Linked DNA regions of Macaca mulatta: regions 1 and 3 are each linked to region 2. A link is a contact called in public Hi-C data. All regions are on one chromosome and are shown on one strand. Each heading gives the region's core, a stretch centred on a gene start, on an enhancer-like site or on the middle of the called end of the contact. The rest is flanking DNA. Distances are from core to core; before and after follow the strand shown.

What was found. Hi-C and Micro-C count contacts between places; a contact is called where the count stands out from the background.
Region 1: a Hi-C map of fetal cortical plate shows a contact between it and region 2, with 2.2 times the contacts expected there. The contact joins the promoter of SPATA9 here to the promoter of RFESD in region 2. A contact is called at or near these places in 2 of 14 Hi-C or Micro-C datasets (fetal cortical plate and liver).
Region 3: a Hi-C map of cortical neurons shows a contact between it and region 2, with 5 times the contacts expected there. The contact joins the promoter of SKIC3 here to the promoter of RFESD in region 2. A contact is called at or near these places in 2 of 14 Hi-C or Micro-C datasets (cortical neurons and fetal cortex germinal zone).

The regions. Positions count from the first base shown.
Region 1 is chr6:102,094,040-102,098,387 of T2T-MMU8v2.0, forward strand. It overlaps SPATA9 (spermatogenesis associated 9), which reads right to left and starts at 2,666. Exons shown (of 5, transcript XM_078004996.1): 1 at 2,529-2,666. It overlaps RHOBTB3 (Rho related BTB domain containing 3), which reads left to right and starts at 1,901. Exons shown (of 12, transcript NM_001260883.1): 1 at 1,901-2,270; 2 at 2,447-2,672. The coding sequence starts at 2,269.
Region 2 is chr6:102,014,942-102,019,261 of T2T-MMU8v2.0, forward strand. RFESD (Rieske Fe-S domain containing) reads left to right here and starts at 1,303. Exons shown (of 7, transcript XM_078004998.1): 1 at 1,303-1,341.
Region 3 is chr6:101,928,501-101,932,808 of T2T-MMU8v2.0, forward strand. It overlaps SKIC3 (SKI3 subunit of superkiller complex), which reads right to left and starts at 1,456. Exons shown (of 43, transcript XM_078004994.1): 1 at 1,415-1,456. It overlaps ARSK (arylsulfatase family member K), which reads left to right and starts at 1,603. Exons shown (of 9, transcript XR_003730442.2): 1 at 1,603-1,883.

The DNA.
Region 1 (4,348 bases), core at 1,416-3,915, 80 kb after region 2:
ACTTCCCAGTTGTCAGCAACTTTGGTGTCTTTTTTTGTTTCATTTTTGTATTAATATTTTTATATTGTCATAAAATATAACAATATTTACCACGTTAATCATGTTCTAGTGTTCAGTACATGTTCTAGTGTTTAGTTAATAATGTTCTAGTGTTCAGTCCTATAGTTCAGTATAGTATGAACTACGGATGCACCTCATGCAACAGATATCTGTATCTTTTTCTTCCTGCAAACCTGAAACACTATACCTGTTGAACAACGACCCCTTTTCCCCTCTCCCCAGCCCCTGGTAACCATTATTCTACTTTCTGTTTCTAAGAGTTTGACTACTTTAGATACCTCCTATAAATGGAATCACTTTTTGTGATTTGCAACTGGCTGATTCCACGTAGCACAAGGTCCTCAAGGTTCATCCATGTTGTAGTTTATGAAGGAATTTTCTGCTTTTTTAAAGGCTAATCGTCCATTACATGTGTATACCACATTTTCTTTATCCATTCATCCATTCTAGTGTCTTTGTTTTTGACTTATGGGTTTCTGGAAGAGACTGATGAGAAAATATATTTTCCATTAACCCAAGAGAAAAAGTGATCCTGAATGCTGGAATTTTTAAGGATGGTTTAGGTTCTAGAGACTAAAAGAGAAATCAGAAAATGCAAAGGGAAATTAGATTTAAAAAAATTAGTGACCACATAAAGAATGTCTGCTATTATATCTTCTCTGAGCACGAGAAACTACTAAACTACTTTCAACCGAGCAATAAGGGCCCATAATAAAAAGCTGTTACCCTAGTTTTTTACTACCCTACTCAATACCCCTTCTTTCATACCCTCAAAATAGCTCAGTTGAGAAAAGAAACAGTCCAATTTTACAGAAGGGAAAAATAAATAGATAAAAGGATAAGCAAGAACTCTTTTTAAGACGGAGTAAGGTACTGGTTAGAATTTTAATACTGTATGGAGGAGTCTAACCCCAGAGTAATCCCTGGCCCATTTTGGTGTAAGTGGATCCCAGTGTTCGTTTGTATTGAGGTAGTTTGAAGCACGCTAGGGATATTCATAGCCTTTACTTCAGTGCATTATTATGAAAGAATCTAAAGTATCTTTGCATTTACATGATTATGTTTTCAGTTGGTCTGCGGAGCTATTATTAAATATGTGTCCATAATGTGTACAGAAAAATCTCCAAGTAAACTAGCATTTAACTCACCAACACATTAAACCCCCATACATAACTTCCTTTAAAAACGATCACACTAAAAATCCCAGCATTTAAAATCCTGAAGTTTTCGCTAAAATACGCTAAATAAAGCTCGAAATAGTAAATAATCCCCCCAAGGCGACATTAGCAAATTAATTGGTGTGCGAACAAAGAACCCTTTCTGCAGTGGCATGAATGTTGTCTTTATTTTTTCTCACAAGTATGATTTTAGAAAACAGCAGTAGCGCATGTTGACAAATGACAAAGCGGCAGCCGTGGTAAAGCACTTTCGGTCAAAGCCAAGAGGGGGGAAAATCGGGTTGCTGGGGCGGCACTCGTGCTGGAATCCCTAGCTTCCCTAACCTCCTTTTTCCAGTCCGGAGTGAGCGGGGGCCCCATCGCCCCACCCCCCTTTCCTGGCTCTGGTTACGGCCTTGCGAGTTGAACAAACTTGCTGCAGGCGGATTGGCGGTCGGGAGCTCTCGGGCTGGGGCGTTGTATTTATTAATTTATATTCCGCGGCGCCCCGCGCGGGCCACTCCTTTGTGTCCGGCCGCTGCCGCGGGAGCTCCGGGGCCTCGGCGGGGAGCGCGTTCCCTGTGTCCGCCCGACCCCCGGGGCCGGCACGTGCTTCGCCCGGTCCGCCGAGGGGGCGGAGGCCCCGATCTCCCCGACCCCCCTTCTCTGCCTAGAGGAGGAGGAGGAGCAGCGGCAGCAGCAGCAGCAGGAGGCGATAGCTGCCAGCCGAGGAGGCGCGGCGGAGAGGGGACTGCGGTCAGCTGCGTCCACTCGGGGCTGCGCGGCGGTCCCGCGCCCGGCGATGTTCCCGGGCAGTCTCTGAGTAGCAGCAGCTTGCCCCCCGCCCGCTAGCCCACCCTGGTGTCCGGCTCGCTTGCTGGCTGGCGCGGCCCCGGCCCCGCTCTGCGTCGGCCCCGCCGCGGTGGAGGCGCGCGAGAGGGACGCGGCCGGGGATGAGCGGATTGCGGGTGAACTCGCCGCCCGGGGGCCCCGCGAGGCCGTAAGCCGCTGCTTTTCTCCGAGTCGCCGCCCTGCCCTTGGATTTGAGATCATGTACGTACGCGCCGCCGTCCTGCCATTGTCTCTCTCCAGCGCGTGCCGTGCGCCCCAGGGACGGGGGCTGGTGCCCATCCTAGCCGCGCGCTGTCCCCCGCACTTCCTGTTCCGAGGAGAGACCCGCGCGCTGACCGTGCTTCCCTTCTCCCCTCGCCCCCTCTCTGTCCGTGCAGGTCCATCCACATCGTGGCGCTGGGGAACGAGGGGGACGCGTTCCACCAGGACAACCGGCCGTCGGGTCTCATCCGCACTTACCTGGGGAGAAGCCCTCTGGTCTCGGGGGACGAGAGCAGCTTGTTGCTGAACGCGGCCAGCACGGTCGCGCGTCCAGTGTTCACCGAGTATCAGGCCAGTGCGTTTGGGAATGTCAAACTGGTGGTCCACGACTGTCCCGTCTGGGTAAGGAACAGCAGCTGCTCCACGCCAAGGCTGAAGAAGCTTTTCTTTCCTTTTTTGCCCCCTCCCCCTTCTGCCCACTTCCGTGAGTGTGGAGTGTTCGCGTTACATGGGTCAAATTTTTAAACATTTTTGAGAAAATATTCGGTCCTTTGTTTCACTGGGCAGGGCACAGCCCCGTCAGAGAAGACTCTTAGGAAGATAGAAGGCCCCAGTGGGAATGTGGAGCACTTACTGGTACACTTCACGACTGTGGGTTGTCCCTTGGGAGGCAGCTGACAGTTGAATGTGCCAACTCCAAGGGACGGGGTCACTAAGTTTCACCAGCAGAAAGCAGTGTTTTTTTATGCCTACCCTATGGGTGATAGTGTAATATTGGTGTTCTAAAAATACAGCCTTCTCAAAGCTCAACACAGGCAAAAATACTTTTCATTGGGACAGTTCAGAAATAGTTCCTCTGGAAAGCAGAGGAAAAGACAGGGACTGGGAGTTAATTTTAAATGACTCATTTATAGCACTATTAATTGATCTCTGAAAACTTTTAATTTTAATAATGCAAATACTCTTTATGTATTAGCCATTTGTCTTAGTGACTCATAAATCAGAAATAATATTACTAATGTTGCTTGGAAAACTTAAAAAATTAAAATTTGTAATAATTGAACAAAATTGTAGTGAAGTGGATAAATTGTAGCCCGATTCTTGAGTGTTTGATTAAGGGAGAAAGGAATTTACTTTCTGACACATATAAGTATTTTCAGTATACAATAACATTATGTTTGAATGTTTTCCTTTGGTCTTATTTGAAAATCTCTGATTCTTTACTGATATTGGAGTTACGTATGTTTCAGCTAAGTTTACATTTAATAACAGAAGAAAGTTTAGTGCCTGAAAAAATACGAATTGTCATTGTGTGAGATTTCACATTTAAACAGCAATTTTAAAAACTGAATCAGGGCTATAGGAAACTATCATGCCTTTCTAAAAAATGTGTAGAGTGTACTTGGAAAAATTTTTTATGCAAAATTCCATGTAACAGAAAGAAGATCACTCGCTTGTTTAAGTTTTCAGTTAAAGAAGAAAGTTTGTTAATTTGGTAAAATAAAAAACAGACCTTTTCAGTTAAGAGATGCTATTAAACCCCTAGTTATGACAGTGATGACGCTGGTCATAAGAAGTGTGATGGAGAGCTTACTGACCAGAGTCTATGCAGGCAAATGAAACACTTCTTTTACTTGGACTCTTTCGTCGTGAAAGATCTTACAGCCTAAAAACATAACGGTTCAACATGCAGTTGAACAAATGTTTGGTGAATAGAGTAAACGTAGGGAAAATAAAATTAGCTACATTAGGATGTTAGGATTGCTTTCCCTATATTTAATTTGAGCTGTTAACATTTTCCTGTTTATATTGTTAATTTTGCAAACAGCAATGCTTGTGATCCCATACACTTTGTCTAGTAAAATGAAATCTTCCAAATGGAGAAAATAAGCCTCTATGGTACGGATTTTTCCCATATGCTGGTTGTTATGGTTTATTTTGCTAATCACTTTTTGTTTGGTTAGACTCTGGCCCTATTTAAGGCACCAAGTTTGTAACCCGGTACAATTTGCTGGGCTATAATGATCTTCAGATATGAGATTCCATTTCTAGAGTTGCTCTTTATAAGGTGCTTTTCT
Region 2 (4,320 bases), core at 53-2,552:
GTGTTCAACCTTGGGGTCACACTGGAATCACTCAGGAAGTTAAAAACATATATTGAATCTGCCCACCTGCCCCCAACCCCAAATAAATCTGTGTTTTATTTTGTTGGTCTGGCATACACACTGGGCATCACGACTTTTCAAAACTCCCAAGCGACTCTAAGGCATAACCAGGGTTAAGAACCACTGCATTGGAAGGTAGTCAAGGAAACTTTTAAAAACTTAGGCTCATCTAGTTTCCCAGCTCGGAACACAGATATGAAGGTTTGGTGGTTTTCTTTGTTGTTGTTGTCAATTCAGGGAAGTATAATGAGAAAAAAACAAAATTGCAAAGTTCAAAATATGAAAGTGAAAACTCTCCATCTCCTCCCAAAGCAACCACTATTGTTTCTTTTGAGTTTTCCAGAAAAAGTTTATATACATACCTGCATGTTTGTATTTCAAAACATAATTTTTGTTTACATTAAAGACAGCACACCGCATATAGTATTCCATGCTTTGCCTTTAATATTCATTACATCATGCACCTGTCCTTTGAGTATACAGTACACAGCCACGAAGTAATACACGTCTGTACTGTTGTGCTGTGTTTTATTGAACCATTCCTCCGTGTTATCACTTTAGTTATTCTGATTATTTCATTGCAAAAAAAATCCTTTTTTTTTTTTGAGATGGAGTTTCGCTCCTGTTGTCCAGGCTGGAGTGCAACGGCGCCATCTCGGCTCACCGCAACCTCTGCCTCCTGGGTTCAAAGCTCTTCTCCTGCCTCAGCCTCCCGAGTACCTGGGATTACAGGCATGGGCCACTACACCCGGCTAATTTTATGTTTTTAGTAGAGACGGGGTTTCTCCATGTTGGTCAGGCTGGTCTGAAACTCCCGACCTCAGGTGATCCGCCCGCCTCGGCCTCCCAAAGTACTGGGATTACAGGCATGAGCCACCACGCCCTGCCTTAACATCTTTATACATGGATTACAAGCATCGCGAAGACCTGCAAATATTTGTATAGGGTAAATTCCTGAACGAAATCGCTGGGCGCATCAAAAATTTGAATAAATGTAATGAGACCAACAAACATCTAAAAAGTAAACTGATGCTATCCACATTTGTCAAGCACACGAGTAGGCCTGCCCGTTTGAAGGTCCTGGCTAGGCGCTGTTGGCCAGCGATCTCTATCAACCAGGGTCAGGGTCATCTGCCGGCAATACCATAGAGGCGGTCCTGGGGGCGGGCCTTCTCCGTTCACGTGGATGACCTTGCCCCGCCCCGTCGAGGCGCCGCGCGAGTCTGGAGCTCTGGCTCGCGCAGTAGCGTCACGCGGAGGCGGAGCGAGGACTCGGGGACAGTAAGTTCTGTTCTCGCCGCGCTGGGGGCGGGCTCGCGGGACCAGCTGCTTCCGGCTGGGCCGCGGGCGTGGACTCGGCATTCCGGCTGTGGCGGGGTTGCTGGCCTGTGGCCTTTGCTCCGGGCCGCTGCGAGGCCTGAGGCCTCCTGGGTTTCGGTTCAGCGTTAACTGTTAACCCGCCAGGGCGGGCTTCCGCCCAGGCACCGGAGACCCACTGAGCTTGTTCACCTTGAAACTTGGGCTACACCTGAGACCTGCCACCTCAGGGGGGTATGCGGGTCGTTCTAACAAGCTTTCATGGCATTCGTGCGCTCTAAAGTATAGAAGCTGCTCCAGGCTACCGCAGCCCCGGCCGTCCTGGAGATACTCTCTCCTGGAGTCTGTAGTGGAGAATTTACAGCACCTGGACAGCCACGTGCAGTCTCCGAACTGCAGGCCGTCTTTACCGAAATGTTAAACACAGCTTGAAGTTAGGCAGGATAACTGCCGGAGCTGGATGGACCTTAGAGGTGCCAGCTAACGCGCTTTGAGCTTTTTCTGCGTTAGGCCTGCTCTAAACATTTGACGTGTGTTAAAGCATTTATGTGCTTTACCCTATGTGCACCCTGATGTTGCGGGCCCTTCTTACAGTAAAAGAACTGCAGCACAGCGAAATTAAGCAACTTGCCCCAAATCACGCAGAACTGGGATGCAAACCCAGGTCTAGCTCACTCGTGATCACATCTTTGGTGACATATATAAATATCAGTACTATATATATCACCATTTTTTTTGCTTTGCTAAAATTTTGCTTTGCTAAAAGGTTTTTGTGTCTTCAGGGTAGTTTACTTGCAAGCCCCATGTTTTTATTAAAAAAAGTGGGTGCTACCTGAATAAAACTAATGCCTACCCCTTGGTGGTTTTGTGAAGACTGATGAACTATTATATTCAAAGGGTCCAAGCAGTAAGCATTTACTGAAGGACAGCTAGTTTTAGCCATTATTATTCTGCCATTCAGAAACTACTAAGACATTTTTCTTCCCTGCACCTAAAAGCAAGGGTGTCAAATTTGAGATAAGCATTCTGATAACGTGTAGGCAAAGTTTCCAGACTTAGTAAAAGCACCTTAGTCATGGCTCAAGAGGAGTGACAAGTAAGTACGTTTCACTTCGTGTCTCTTTTATCTCCAGCGTCTTGTGGAAATTTGAGTTACACTAAATATTTTTAAAAATTCAACTTGAATTTATTTCCTGTGTCGGAAAGGGATCTAATAGTGACCGAGTATCCATTCAGCTGATTTGTAATTTTATATGGAGTTAGCACCTTTAGAAACCAATTTTAGGGACAGGCCAAAACTTTTTCTCGATGAGAACATGGAACACAACAACTAAATTTTTCAGGGGGAAGTTTTCATCTAGCCCCCAAACTGGATGAGTCCTTTAATTTTCTGTTTCATTCGGTTAAGATTCCACTATCTTAAAGTAGACTTAAAATCGAAATACATTGGGAGTTTATGAATAGTTCATCAAAATAACGATAATTAAGGTGAACACATGGGCTTTTCCTGTTGTCTGAATGGTTCATGATATTCACAATAGTAAGAATAATATGGGTGTTAAATGTAAAAAGTCATCAGATATTATAAATGGTACCATTTAAGATACATAGAGGAAACTATTATTTGACATATAAAATAATACTTTCTAAGCAAAATGCAAGGCCGTAATCATAGTTCTCTGAAGCCTTTATCGTTTAGCCCCAGTCTTCTCTGCTCCTTTTTTATCAGCCCCTTCAAAGTTCACCAGTTTTTCGGGTTGGAGGCAAACCTTGCAAAGACTGTAAGTTTGTAGTGACTCAAATTTGAGAAAGGCCTGTATTTGGTTCTCATTTATTTGGGAGTTGGGAAAACATAATTAACTTTTGATATTATACTACATCTCTTGTATTTCATTACTTTTTGATAGTACTTTTCTATTTTTTGCCTGGAAGGAAAAAAAAAGAACTATTCATTCCTCCTTTGGTGCCAAGTTTTGAAATTAGCTGTACAAAAGTCTCAAAATAGTTCATTCATGATCTATGCACAGGCACATTCTCTGAGGATAGAAAGGGCAATTTTATTCCATTTTTCTTGGGTTTGGGGTCATTTGCTACATAAATATAAATTAGGATACAACTTAAGTCTTGAAAAGAGTAATTTTAAATATAAGAAATAAGTATTTTTAAACATTTAAGAAATATTTATCTCCTTGCTTTTCTTTATATATTTACCCTATAGTACATATATCCATGAATAATATACTGTTTGGTTTTGCCACTTTTGTGATAAAAATGGAAACATCCTCTGACTTTTTAAATTTTTCACTTGCAATTATGTTTTTTGAAATTAATCCAACTTGATGTAGAGATACATTTTTCACTGCTGTACAGCATTCCATTGAACATACACACATTCCTTTCTACTGTTGATGGGTTTTGTGTTGTTTTTGTTTTTTGCTGTTATAACTATTCTTGTGTATGTTTCCTGGTATATCTGTGTGCATTTCTGTGGCATATACCCAAAGTGGGATTATTATTATTATGTTTAACTTTACTAGGTAATGCCAAACTGTGGTAGCACAAATTTATGTTATCACTAGCAGTTCCGTATTTTCACCAATACTTGGTATAATTTTTTGTCAGCCTGGTGGATAGAAAATAGTATCACATTAATGACTTTGCTTTGCATTTCCTTTGCGTTTTCCTGCTAATGAGGTTGAATGTCTTTACATATATTGGCCATTCAGATTTCTTTATTTGTGAAATGTTTGTTCATGTCTTGCCCATTTTTCTATGATTATTTGTTATTTTTTTTACTGGCCTATAGGAGTTATTCATATATTCTGAATCTCAAGCCTTTGTCAGTTATATGTATTGCAAATTCCACATTTCTTTCTTTTCTTTTTCTTTAGCCTGTTTCCCCTTCTTTCAGTTCATTCCTTTGTCTGTTCCCATTTTTCTTAT
Region 3 (4,308 bases), core at 206-2,705, 86 kb before region 2:
TTTTTTTTTTTTTTTTTTTTTTTTTTTGAGACAGAGTTTTGCTCTTGTTGCCCAGGCTGGAGTGCATTGGTGTGATCTCGGCTCACTGCAACCTCCGCCTTCTGGGTTCAAGCGATTCTCCTGCCTCAGCCTCCCGAGTAGCTGGGATTACAGGCGCCCGCCACCACGCCCGGTATTTTGTGTATTTTTCGTAAAGACGGGGTTTCACCATGTTGGCCAGGCTGGTCTCAAACTCCTGACCTTAGGTGATCCGTCCGTCTCGGCCTTCCAAAGTGCTGGGATTACAGGCGTGAGCCACCGCGCCCAACACTGTTTACGTTTTTGTGTGACCCGCAGATCTTTATCACGCTGCTTGAGTAACAATTCTGCTACACTAACAGATAAACTCAGTAGACTGGCAAGAAATTTTGTAATTAACTGCAGACAGAGCATTTAGTGAGTTACGGCACAGACTCTTCAATTTTCAGTCGTGCTCTGACTGGCTCCCTGTGTAAACTCAGGTCAGTCATTTAACCTCTCTAAGCCTGTTTTCCTATCTGCAATATAGTGAAAGTGAGGATCATGGAAAATATTCCATATAAAAGTACCTGGCATGCAGTAGATGCTCAGTAAATGCTTAGTGTAACGCTCAGCACCTAAGTGTCATGTGAGTATTAAATAAATCTGTTCCTTATTACAATTATCTTATGCAAAAAAAAACCTGCCAGATACTAGCATTCAGTTGAATTATGTTAAGTAAGTAGTACAACTCCTCTTTTTACTATCAGAATATTAAAACTACTAGTGTGATGTGCAAATTATATACTCGAAACTAGATACTGAAATTGGAATTTGGCTTTGGGACAGAAATCTTCTTCTTCCAGAACTCTCCAAAGGAATTCAACAGTCAAAAGAGACCGGTTTTTATTCTGCAGCAAAACAATGATATTCTGAACCTACGCCAACTAACTGAATACGTCGCAGAGCCCATTTCCCCCTCCAGTTTCCCTTGTCTCCTTTGCTCTCTGAAGGCAAGGAACAGCTATGCTTTCCCCCGCCTACAGCCTGAAACTTCTTACTAGGCCCCGCTCCTCGTCCCATGAGAGCACAGTAAATCCTGACTGCACAGGGTAAGAGAAGCTATAAGATGAGACAGACTAGAGATTTCTCTGGGAAGGTATTCGAGGGGCTCTAAGGTATTCACGGCGCACCTGAGGCGGTCCACCCAGAGGCCCCACAAGGAACCGCCCTATTGAACTTAAGTGACAGCCGCGCCGCCACCTCATCGCCGCCCAGTTCACGCTCTCGCCGAACACTCAGTCACGCTTGCGCGGCCCAAAACGAACAGCCCCGGCCCCGATCCTTTCTTTCGCTAAGTACCATTTCAATCGCCTTTATGATCCCTTGTGCAAAAGCGACAGAGATCCGAACCCACCTGGGACAGATGCTCCTCTTCTACAAATGCCGAGTCTGCAATGAGAGCGCATGCGCCTTTCCCAGGCATCATTCACGTGACTGGAAGTGGCTGGGTTCTGATTTGCTCGGTATTTGATTAAAAAGCCTTAATGTGGGTAAAAGCGGAGATTTCTCTGTTGCGCATGTGCGCGCTCTCAGCCTGATGGGAGTTGTAGTTCTGCGGGTGAAGCCCGACGTTACTATCAAGAAACCAAACTGCAAGCTCTGGGAGTTGTTCGCTGTCCCTACCCTGCTCTGCCAGGGAGAGAACGCCAGAGGGAGGCGGCTGGCCCGGCGACAGGCTCTCAAAACCGCTACCAGCGATGCTACTGCTGTGGGTGTCGCTGGTCGCAGTCTCGGCGCTAGCGGTACAGGCCCCCGGAGCAGGGGAGCAGAGGCGGGGAGCAGCCAAAGTGCCCAACGTGGTGCTGGTCGTAAGCGACTCCTTTGTAAGTACCGCGAGGCAGGGGAGGGGCCCCCGCTAGGGACCGGAGACCTCCCCGCCGCCGCCTGTGCTGCAAGCTTTGGGTAGCAGAACCTGAGACATTTTCAAACACCTTTCACCCCGATGCAAAGAAAGAAATACATTTTATGTGAGGCCCCGTGTACTCACAAGCACACCACATACCTATGCAGGCATGTAAAACAATAGTGAAATACTGAAAACATCTTTGCAGATTTTTTTTTTAATAGTGACCTCGATTCGCTAAATTATTTTACCACTACTAATGAACTTTCAGTCCATACCCCGGTTTGGTTTAATTGTGTGGTAAAATAACATTCTGCATCTCCATAAAAGCGTGTAAGCTTTCCAAAAGTCATTTCCCAGTTCACCTCAGGTTTGCAGGAATTCATGTTTGGGTGAGAAGTGAAGAAAGTTTATTTTTATTATCCAGGTTTGTGATAATCCTGTTAGTGCTGATTCAAATGGAGTCGTTGGTATAACTTGATTCACTCCCCCGTATTCCAGAAAAATTTTGCGTGTGTGTGTGTGTTGGTAATGTGGCCGAATCCCAAACTTAAACAGTTTCTGAAACTTTCCCAAGCCAAAGGTGCTACTGTCAACCTTACCGAAGCTTTTAGGATGATACATGTTTTAAAAAGTGCTGCTTAGACAATTGTTTGGTTATTAATTGTAATATTAGTTTATTATCACTCGGTGTTACTGTGGTCACACAGAGGTTGGTGTTAAGCATATCTGGCACTAAAGAGTGTTTGCAATCATATGTTGTATTCCCTTTCTCATAGATTAACCCGTGATGATTAAAATTGCATAGTCTGGATGTGCCCATGAGATTTTTTGAAAATATTAAAGTTATCTTTGTGATTTAAACTTAGAGAATGGGCGGTACTGGAAATTGACTAGATGGCATTTTATTACAGAGTGATCTTGTAATCAAAGACAAATGAAGGAAGCAGGATTGTGCAGAGGAGAAGCTGAATTTTGTTGCTATCTTATTATGACAGTTCTCAAAACTAATATGGTGCTTCAGAGCTGCTTTCCAGTTGGAGTGAGGGGAACAGACCTTTCTACCTGCATGTTGGATGGCCACTGATTGTGGGCTGCTCCTAGAATGGGGCATGATGTTGGGCAAAGCAGCTGTCTTCAGCAGAGGCAATTGTTCATTCCTAAAAGGGAATTCGGATGTGGATCACAACATCCCAGAAACTTCTAAAGATGACTGAGATATTTAGGTTTGTTACTTCTTTAGTATAGTATGAATGCATAGATTTTTCTATATTTGCTTACATTTTTGGCATTCACATACTTGTTAGTATTCAAAGTGTCCTATCTTTGGCCAGTGGAAGCCCCTTCAGGTGGTTCTGAGTCCTTTTGACCCATCCCCATTAGTATTTGACAGCTTGCTTTAACAGAGTTCAGTGTCCACAATGCGTATTTCCTGCCCCATCTTGTATTTAGAGACCACAATCTGAGTGTTAGGGTTTTCATTGCATCTAGACCTTTCCAGTGGACAAATCTAGAAAGTACATATATTTTAGAAAGAGAAAAATAAATTGTGAGATTATACTGATACTTTCCATTCAAATTTATGAGTTCATTCTTTAATTTTTATACTTATATCTTTTTTGTCTTATGCCAAATATTTTGGTCTAAACACATTAATACAATTACTTATTTGCTTTTTCCAAACATATAATATGTATATATCAATGTGTTTGAAAATAAGACAGTAATATTACTAGAAATAATGCTAGTCCTGAGTGGAGCTTACAGTTTCTTTGAAGTTTTTGTTTTAGGTGTATTCAACTATATAGTGAAAAGATTGGTCTTTAAACTTAAAATAATTCCTCTGTCTATGATTATGCCAGTTTGGTATGCTGTTAGATTCTTGACACTGATTTATCATTTCTAAAACTCTACAGGCTAAGCTAGAGCAGTTCAGCTGATAATAATTGTAGGAAGAAGATAGCACATTTGTTTTACATTCAGGATAACAACGCAAGAGCTTTGCAGACCGACTCCCAAGAAAACAAGCAAAACAAATGAAAACACTTTATACATAAAAACTATTAAATATTTGAAACATTTAAAGTGTCTGGAAATTGTCCTAAGGGCATACACCAAATGAAGAAACATTTATTCAAGAAAATCCACTAAAACTTGGTAAGAACAGCAAGAAGAGTCTGTGGCAGTGAACTATGGCTTTGACAGAGGTTTCACTCACGTGGGTGTGGCCAAGAAGATAGGACTCCTCCCCACAGCTCCCAATGACTGGTTATCATATCTCACTAGAAGGGACAGGCTGTGAGGATTTCTCATCTTCTCCTAATCCAAGTTGGAGAGGTTAAATTCCTAATGAATGCAGCTGAGAAGTTGAGGGCTCCCTTACTTCAGTCAGCCCCCACTTACAG